Linked DNA regions of Pan troglodytes: region 1 is linked to region 2. The links are chromatin contacts, called in public Hi-C maps. All regions are on one chromosome and are shown on one strand. The core of a region is the stretch at or near the end of the contact, and the rest is flanking DNA. Distances in the headings are between cores, read along the strand shown. Region 1 holds the start of FOXO1 (forkhead box O1). Region 2 has its middle 410 kb from the start of COG6.

What was found. Hi-C and Micro-C count contacts between places; a contact is called where the count stands out from the background.
Region 1: a Hi-C map of stem cell-derived neural progenitor cells shows a contact between it and region 2, with 8 times the contacts expected there. The contact joins the promoter of FOXO1 here to the enhancer-like site in region 2. A contact is called at or near these places in 2 of 7 Hi-C or Micro-C datasets (induced pluripotent stem cells and stem cell-derived neural progenitor cells) and 1 of 1 datasets of contacts at active chromatin or transcription factors (stem cell-derived excitatory neurons).

Annotation. Positions count from the first base shown.
Region 1 is chr14:39,763,485-39,767,112 of NHGRI_mPanTro3-v2.0_pri, reverse strand. FOXO1 (forkhead box O1) reads left to right here and starts at 1,878. Exons shown (of 3, transcript XM_522749.9): 1 at 1,878-2,936. The coding sequence starts at 2,307.
Region 2 is chr14:39,164,598-39,168,300 of NHGRI_mPanTro3-v2.0_pri, reverse strand. No RefSeq gene overlaps it. Among named protein-coding and RNA genes, the nearest start is that of COG6, 410 kb to the right of the region's middle. Within about 2 kb of position 1,945, at least 8 of the 24 cell types and tissues checked have an H3K27ac peak or open chromatin away from gene starts, as enhancers often do. A contact at or near this core is called in stem cell-derived neural progenitor cells, where this site is marked.

The DNA.
Region 1 (3,628 bases), core at 629-3,128, 600 kb before region 2:
AGCTGTACTTTGGGGGCCTGCCTTTGAGCTCATCATCTGAGTTACTGAGGTCCCCTAGCGGCTGTCAGAGGAGGCCCAGACTGTCCAAATTTGATAGTAAACGTGAAGAGACCACAAGACCAGGGTGGGAACCAGTCCCCGCCCGTCCCCAATCCATCCGGCTCACGCTCCCCACCCCACCCATGCCTAGTATCAGCAAGAAGCTGTTGTGATAAATAGATTATGAAGAAACAGCCCGGACTAGAGAGACGATAGTGAGAATATAAAAGAAGAAAGATAATCTCTCTCAATCTTTTTAACTTTTGTAAGAGGCCTAATTTTTCCTTTTTCCCCCTCTTTTCTCTTTTATTTTTTCAACAACCTCTTGTCCAACTGACTAATTTTCTCTAGATGCCACTTTTTCCATTGCAGAATTACTTGTAAGAAAGAAAGGGATTAAAAAACAAAAGAGTTGGAAGCTGTCCTTTTGGACAAGATATTTAAAACCCTACTGTCCATCTTCCATCCCAAGTGGTCCCATCTTTCTAAAAGGAAATGCCTTCCATATTCTTCCTAAAAAAGCAAAAGCATAACAAAACAAAACTGGAAAACTGTTTCTTCTGCTTGAGACACAAGGGCCATTATCTTCCCACCTTTGGCCCCACTGATCCTTGACAGGATGTCCTGGACCTGCAGCCCAGATGAGGAAAGGTGGGGTGTGGGTGGGGGGTTGACTGACACACACAGCAAGTAGCCTCAAGGAACTTGGGGGTGGGGCAGGCTGCGCCCCAAGGCTTTGGTCCTATCTCCCGCCCCCCTTGCGTTTTTACTTAACACCCGATCACTTCCGTTGCAAATAAAAAAGAAATAACAAACAGCTAAATTTAATTAGGGATAAGTAATAAAATGACCTGGTTCTCGCTAACTGCGCTCCTGAGCCCTTCGCTGCCGGCCCTGGACTTAGTGGACGGAGCGGGAGATTCCCGCCCAGGGGAAGTGGTTCCCACGGAGGGCATGCGGTCGCGGGTGCCTTTGGATTCGTGTGTTCAGGGAGGCCAGAGAATCTCCTCCCCGCGCCGGAGCCCCTGTTCCTCATTTCTAGCATTTTAAAAAAGGTCAAGAATACAGTGAATCCGGCTGGGGGCTGCCGGCTGGGTGACGCGCCTCTGGCTAGACCGAATGGCACAGGCTGAGCCCGGGGGTGCGGACCGGTGGGCACGGAGAAGGGTCCCTCGGCGCGGACTCGACTGCAGGAGCCGCGGCGCCGGGGGTGGGGGGCGTGTGCCGCTCGCGAGGGGGCCGGAGGACTTGACAGATCGCAGCGAAAGAAAACATTAAATCAAAACAAAACCCACCGATTCCCCACGTCGTTCAGCAAAGACATCGTGGGTGGAGCCAGGAGGGAGTGATTGAGTAGAATTCCGCGCGGCCGCCTCCGCCCGCCCACCCCGCGCCCCCGGCCCTCGGCCCCCTGCCCTGCCAGCCCGCCGGGCTCGGCCCGCAGCGGAGGTCAGGGAGCAGCGAGCGCCTCCTCCCACCCGGGCTTCCCGAGTACTCGGCTCTGCTGCTCCGTAGTAAACAAAGTGTCGCCGCCGCCTCCACGCTGGTTTGCTTCCTAGCAATCAAAACACTGAGACGGCGAGAGAATCACAGAAACACTCGAGAATTACCAGAAAATAATAGAGATCCAAAAAAAAAAAGGAGGTGAGTGTGTGAAAGAGAAAAACACCCCACTACCCCCCACCAGCCCACCGCCGCCTCCCCGTGGAAAACCGGGCCCCACCCAGCCCGGCGCCCACTGGCTGCCCGGGCGGCGGTGCCGCATGCCCATTGGCCGCGCGGGCTGTCGGTCAGGGGCGGGCCGGCGCGCGCGCCGCCGCGGGCGGGGGGCGGCGGCAGATCCCGTAAGTCGGGCGGCCTGGTAGTCGCAGCAGCTGCTGCCGCAGCCGCCACATTCAACAGGCAGCAGCGCAGCGGGCGCGCCGCTGGGGAGAGCAAGCGGCCCGCGGCGTCCGTCCGTCCTTCCGTCCGCGGCCCTGTCAGCTGCAGCGCGGCGCAGGCTCTGCCCCGGCCCGGCGGCTCTGGCCAGCCGTCCAGTCCGTGCGGCGGACCCCGAGGAGCCTCGATGTGGATGGCCCCGCGAAGTTAAGTTCTGGGCTCGCGCTTCCACTCCGCCGCGCCTTCCTCCCAGTTTCCGTCCGCTCGCCGCACCGGCTTCGTTCCCCCAAATCTCGGACCGTCCCTTCGCGCCCCCTCCCCGTCCGCCCCCAGTGCTGCGTTCTCCCCCTCTTGGCTCTCCTGCGGCTGGGGGAGGGGCGGGGGTCACCATGGCCGAGGCGCCTCAGGTGGTGGAGATCGACCCGGACTTCGAGCCGCTGCCCCGGCCGCGCTCGTGCACCTGGCCGCTGCCCAGGCCGGAGTTTAGCCAGTCCAACTCGGCCACCTCCAGCCCGGCACCGTCGGGCAGCGCGGCTGCCAACCCCGACGCCGCGGCGGGCCTGCCCTCGGCCTCGGCTGCCGCTGTCAGCGCCGACTTCATGAGCAACCTGAGCTTGCTGGAGGAGAGCGAAGACTTCCCGCAGGCGCCCGGCTCCGTGGCGGCGGCGGTGGCGGCGGCGGCCGCCGCGGCCGCCACCGGGGGGCTGTGCGGGGACTTCCAGGGCCCGGAGGCGGGCTGCCTGCACCCAGCGCCACCGCAGCCCCCGCCGCCCGGGCCGCTGTCGCAGCACCCGCCAGTGCCCCCCGCCGCCGCTGGGCCGCTCGCGGGGCAGCCGCGCAAGAGCAGCTCGTCCCGCCGCAACGCGTGGGGCAACCTGTCCTACGCCGACCTCATCACCAAGGCCATCGAGAGCTCGGCGGAGAAGCGGCTCACGCTGTCGCAGATCTACGAGTGGATGGTCAAGAGCGTGCCCTACTTCAAGGATAAGGGTGACAGCAACAGCTCGGCGGGCTGGAAGGTGAGTGGACTCGGCGCGCGGCCGGACCTTAGGGGCGCGGTGGGTCAGGCGAGGGCGCAGCTGTGCAGGTTTGCTCGGCCTGAAGGTGCGGAGCAGGAGGGCAGCGCGTTCCCAGGAGGGCGGGCGAGAAGCGGTGGTCGCAGTGGCCTCGCCTGGGTCCGGTCGGGGACGGCAGTAGGTGTGCGTGCGCGCCAGTCAGGAGTTCGCGTGGGACGCGGAAAGGGGCTCGTTGGGGAACTAAGTAAAGAAAGTGCGCCAAGAAGTGGACGTCAGAGCTAGGCCGAAAAGTTTGCCAGTGAAAGGAGAAAGGGGTTCGCTGGGAGCGGCAACCCCCGGCCCGCGCCGACTGCTTCGGCTGCCCCTTCCCTCCCGGACCTCCGCGGGGGGAGGGCGGGTTCTCTCCGGCCGCGCCGCGGAGCTGTTTCCGCCGGGCGCGGCGGGGGAGGGCGCGGCGAGGGGCCCCGGAGCCTCGCTGCCCCGGGACCGGGCTGCAGGTGGAGGGGACAGGCAGGGCGCGACCGGCCGGGGACGGTGCAGGGCCGGTCGGGCAGTTTCTGGAGGCGGTGCGCATTTTGCTTTGTTTTGGTTTTCTCCGGAGTGGCCTGGAGTGCCGGGGGCCCGGCGTCCCGAGCCCGAGGTGGTGCCTCCGACACGTGCGAAGGGGCGGCCACCGCCTGCGGAGCGCCGGCGCC
Region 2 (3,703 bases), core at 696-3,195:
AACAGAATCAACACACTTAAAGCACTTAGAGTGGTACCTGGAAAAATTGTTCAAAAATTAGTGGCTGTTATCCATTTTTATCACTTCCCTTCTGAAAGCAAATAATGCAAAAATAGGAGGTGAGAAGGTGAGGGATGTTTTCTTGGCATGCACCCAAGACACTTCCGGAGGTAGTCCAGGGCATATTTGCAGTGCCAATGATAGAGTTAAGCTGGGTGCCATGGTCAAGAGTAGTCATACTGACTGCCAGCCTAGCACCCGTGAGGGTGGGGGAGGCTGTAGGAGATCTGAGCAACTCATAAGCAAAATCCTTCTAGGATCGAGTGAAGAGTTCCTTTAACTTTATCTCCTGTCCTAGGCTCTGCCTCTTTTCACTCAGGAGCACAACCAATGGCAGAGACTGGAGGACTGATACAAGACAAGGGGGCAGTACCCACTCCTCAGGCCACCTTGTTAACAGGCACTGGCTGGGCTGATCCACATTCCCTCAGGCCCACTTCCCCCTGCTAAGGAGGAAGAGGGAAGCTGTGACTCTTCTGTAGACCAACTATGAACACAGATAAGCAGGGGCCTCTTGGCCCAGTACTCGGTGTCCATTGACACAGAATGTCCTTCACCCATATCTCTGAGTTTGCCCACATGCTTCCTTTAGAAGCAGTTGGGTCTAGCAGCCTTTCAGGGAGTTATGAAAACTCTAAAAACCTACAGGAATTTTCCCAAGCCCTTACCACACTTCCCACACTTGCCTGGGTCATCATGGTGACTCTGTTGCAAAGCCAGGGTGAAGCGTCTTCAACCTGAAGACATGTAGTCCAAGTGAAGACATGTAGTCTGAGTGCTTTGAGTCATACTTACATTGTTAATGATCGTTCTTGGACTTGAATTTTATTTTAGGGCCAGGATCACTTTTTCTAGGTGTCATAAATCCAAGCTAATATGCATATCAGTATGTACCAAATAGTACCAGCTTTGGCATCCAGCTATATGGTACTTTTGACGCTAGGGATGGCAGAGCTCAGCATGGGGGAGCTGTTCTTCTCCATCAGAACCCATGTGAGGGCATGTTACTCTGACGTATGGGATGATGTTCACCACGGTCAGTGTCTGTTGTGATTGTTTACAAAGACTTAGTCCTTGTCCTTTGCTTTCAGATCCCAGTGGAGGGTGCAGCTCGTTCTAACAGAAGCCAGCTTTTTTTGGGAAGTTTTGACTGAACTTTAGGGAGTTGTGATTCTGAGAATGGTGTTTTCATACAGTAAAGAGTAACCAGTTTGCTGTCCTAACTAGAAATGGTATTTTTTTTTCTATGAGATTGTAGCTCCAAGAAATGGGATGAGACTGAATAGAAAAGCAAAGACCTGGCTTCTCTTCTTTGTTCTACACTTTTGAGCAAGTCCTTTTGCCTCCCAGACTCAGTTTCCCCATTGCTGTGGATATTGACATCAATGATTCCTACAGCCCACCCTGTCTCTTGCAAATGAATTGAATTAGTCTTTAATGCCCCAAATGGTTCAGTGGTAAGCACTGTAAATCTAAGTTAAAATTGCTGGTATTACACAAGGGAAATAAATGTTTCCAGCTCCAGGAAGATCAGCAGCTCACAGCTGTAGCTGGAAATGAGGGCATACAGGCTGACAAACTGTAGACATGACCATCTCTTGGGTCTTCCGAAGGGAACCTGGGGAGAAAATGGCAGCCCCATCAGGTAACTGCATCAGTGTACCCTGAAGAGATGCTACCTTGATTTCCACACCAGCTGAGCACCTGAATAATTATATTTGAAGCAGCACAGGGCATAGAACAGATTTACTTAGCATCTGGGGAGCCAATTGCACCCAGGCCTGCCCAAACTGGTCTTTCTCATTGCAGGGTGTGGGAGAACATAGGGCTTTGTGGGTCCCTGGGGACCTGCCAGGCCCAAGGCTGTTGCTCAGCTGTGGGAGGCACGCCAGTTCTCAGGTCTGCTAATGAGTGGTGTGGTGTCTGGCAAGGAACTTGCCTGGAGTGAGTGTGACTAATCATGAATCTTTTCAATAATGCTGACAATTCATTCTCTTTTCTCTCCTTTACCCACTCTCTTTGCTGGAGCTGGCTGAAATAGGAGCAAATTAGTCTCATTCTGGAAAAGGCAGGGCATGATAAAGGACCCCCTAAAAGGTTTCCAGAGCTCCGTGCCTGAATGTTTTGCAGTCCGTGTAATTATCTGACTTGGGTGAGTCGACAGGGTATTTTTTTGTTGTTATTTTCTACACTCAATAGCAGGTGGCATCTGAAGAAGTGCCTTGTTACTGTTCCACTGGACTATTGAACAAATTTACATTTGACACCAGCAAAGGTAGTGTCATTATTATTCTATGTGTGTTCCAACCCGAACTGATGACCCTCCATTTCCTGTTCAAAGGCTATGTTTCTTTCAAGGGAAAGATAATGTTTCCACCCCTACATGGAAATGTGGTAGACCTTAAATGCCCTGGACTTCTAACCGGGGGTGGGAGCTGAAGAGGGAATGAACCTTTCCTCTTCTCCCTGCTGCCACCCGTTTTGTTGTTTGATTGAGTGTTCTCTGAGTGTCTAACACCTGAGCTGAACCTTGCATTCTCTCACTGGGAAGGTGTGTACCTGTGTGCTGCTGCGTGTCTCTTGGGAAAGTTGGTCATGCCATCTGTTGGTTAGTGAGTTGGAAGGCTTTCAGGTTCTGCTAATATTGGATCGAAACTTTTAGAAAGGAATAGAAGTTGTCTAATGAATGTGGTGTCATCATCATGGGTTAGACCTCTGAGAATGATTCAAACACACTTTCTTAATAACAGAGGCAAAGCATTTAATATTTGAAATACATGAGCAAGTGAAAGAAAAAGAAATACATGGAGAGTTGGAAAGTTTCAAACAGTTTTAACGTTCCTTATTCTCTAAAATAAACATACTGTCTAGCTCAAACCTGCTTTCCACCTTTTCGTATTTAGGCTTGTTTCTTCTTTCTTTCTTGGCCTTGTGGGACTACGATTAACTTCTAAAGAGGTTCAAAATGGTAACTGGAGGTATCAAAGCTGTCTTTTCCAAATTAAAACTTGGGACATGTGTTCCAGCATGTGTCAGAATATTTTCAGGAATGATACGTGAATGTATTTAAAATTAGAGTTTTCTCTGACTATTCTGAACATAGAACTCCTTTCATTTTCTGAGTACCTTGTATTCACAGGCATCATAGATTACAGTTTCATGTAGGAGTTGCAACTGGTGGCCCAAGGTCGGATCTCGCTTTTAGTCATGTTTTGTATAATGTACAAAATGTGCTGTTGTGTAATGTACAAAATGTACTGTTTCAAAAACCAGGAAATTTCACATAAACATCTAGATTTCTAACTTCTAAAAATCCTAAAATCTGGCAACACTGACTACAAAGGCCCAGAATTGTAATGCTATTAGAACTAAATGGCTGCTGCCTGTTCACAGGATGCTTTGCCACATGCCTCACCACTGTCTAGTGCCTCATATTTAGGCTTCCTCACCTCTTTCCATGGTGTGTCTGGCCTCTGTAAGCATTTGAATTTGTGTTTGTTGATTTTGTCATACAGTCCACTTGTGGTTGAGGCTTCTGGCTACTCATCATCAGAGAAGGGATATGGCTTCTTGACTTTGGTTGAGTCAGGTCCCATCTCAGAGAGCTGGTCCTTAGTACAAAGTTGGTCATAAGCTGACATCT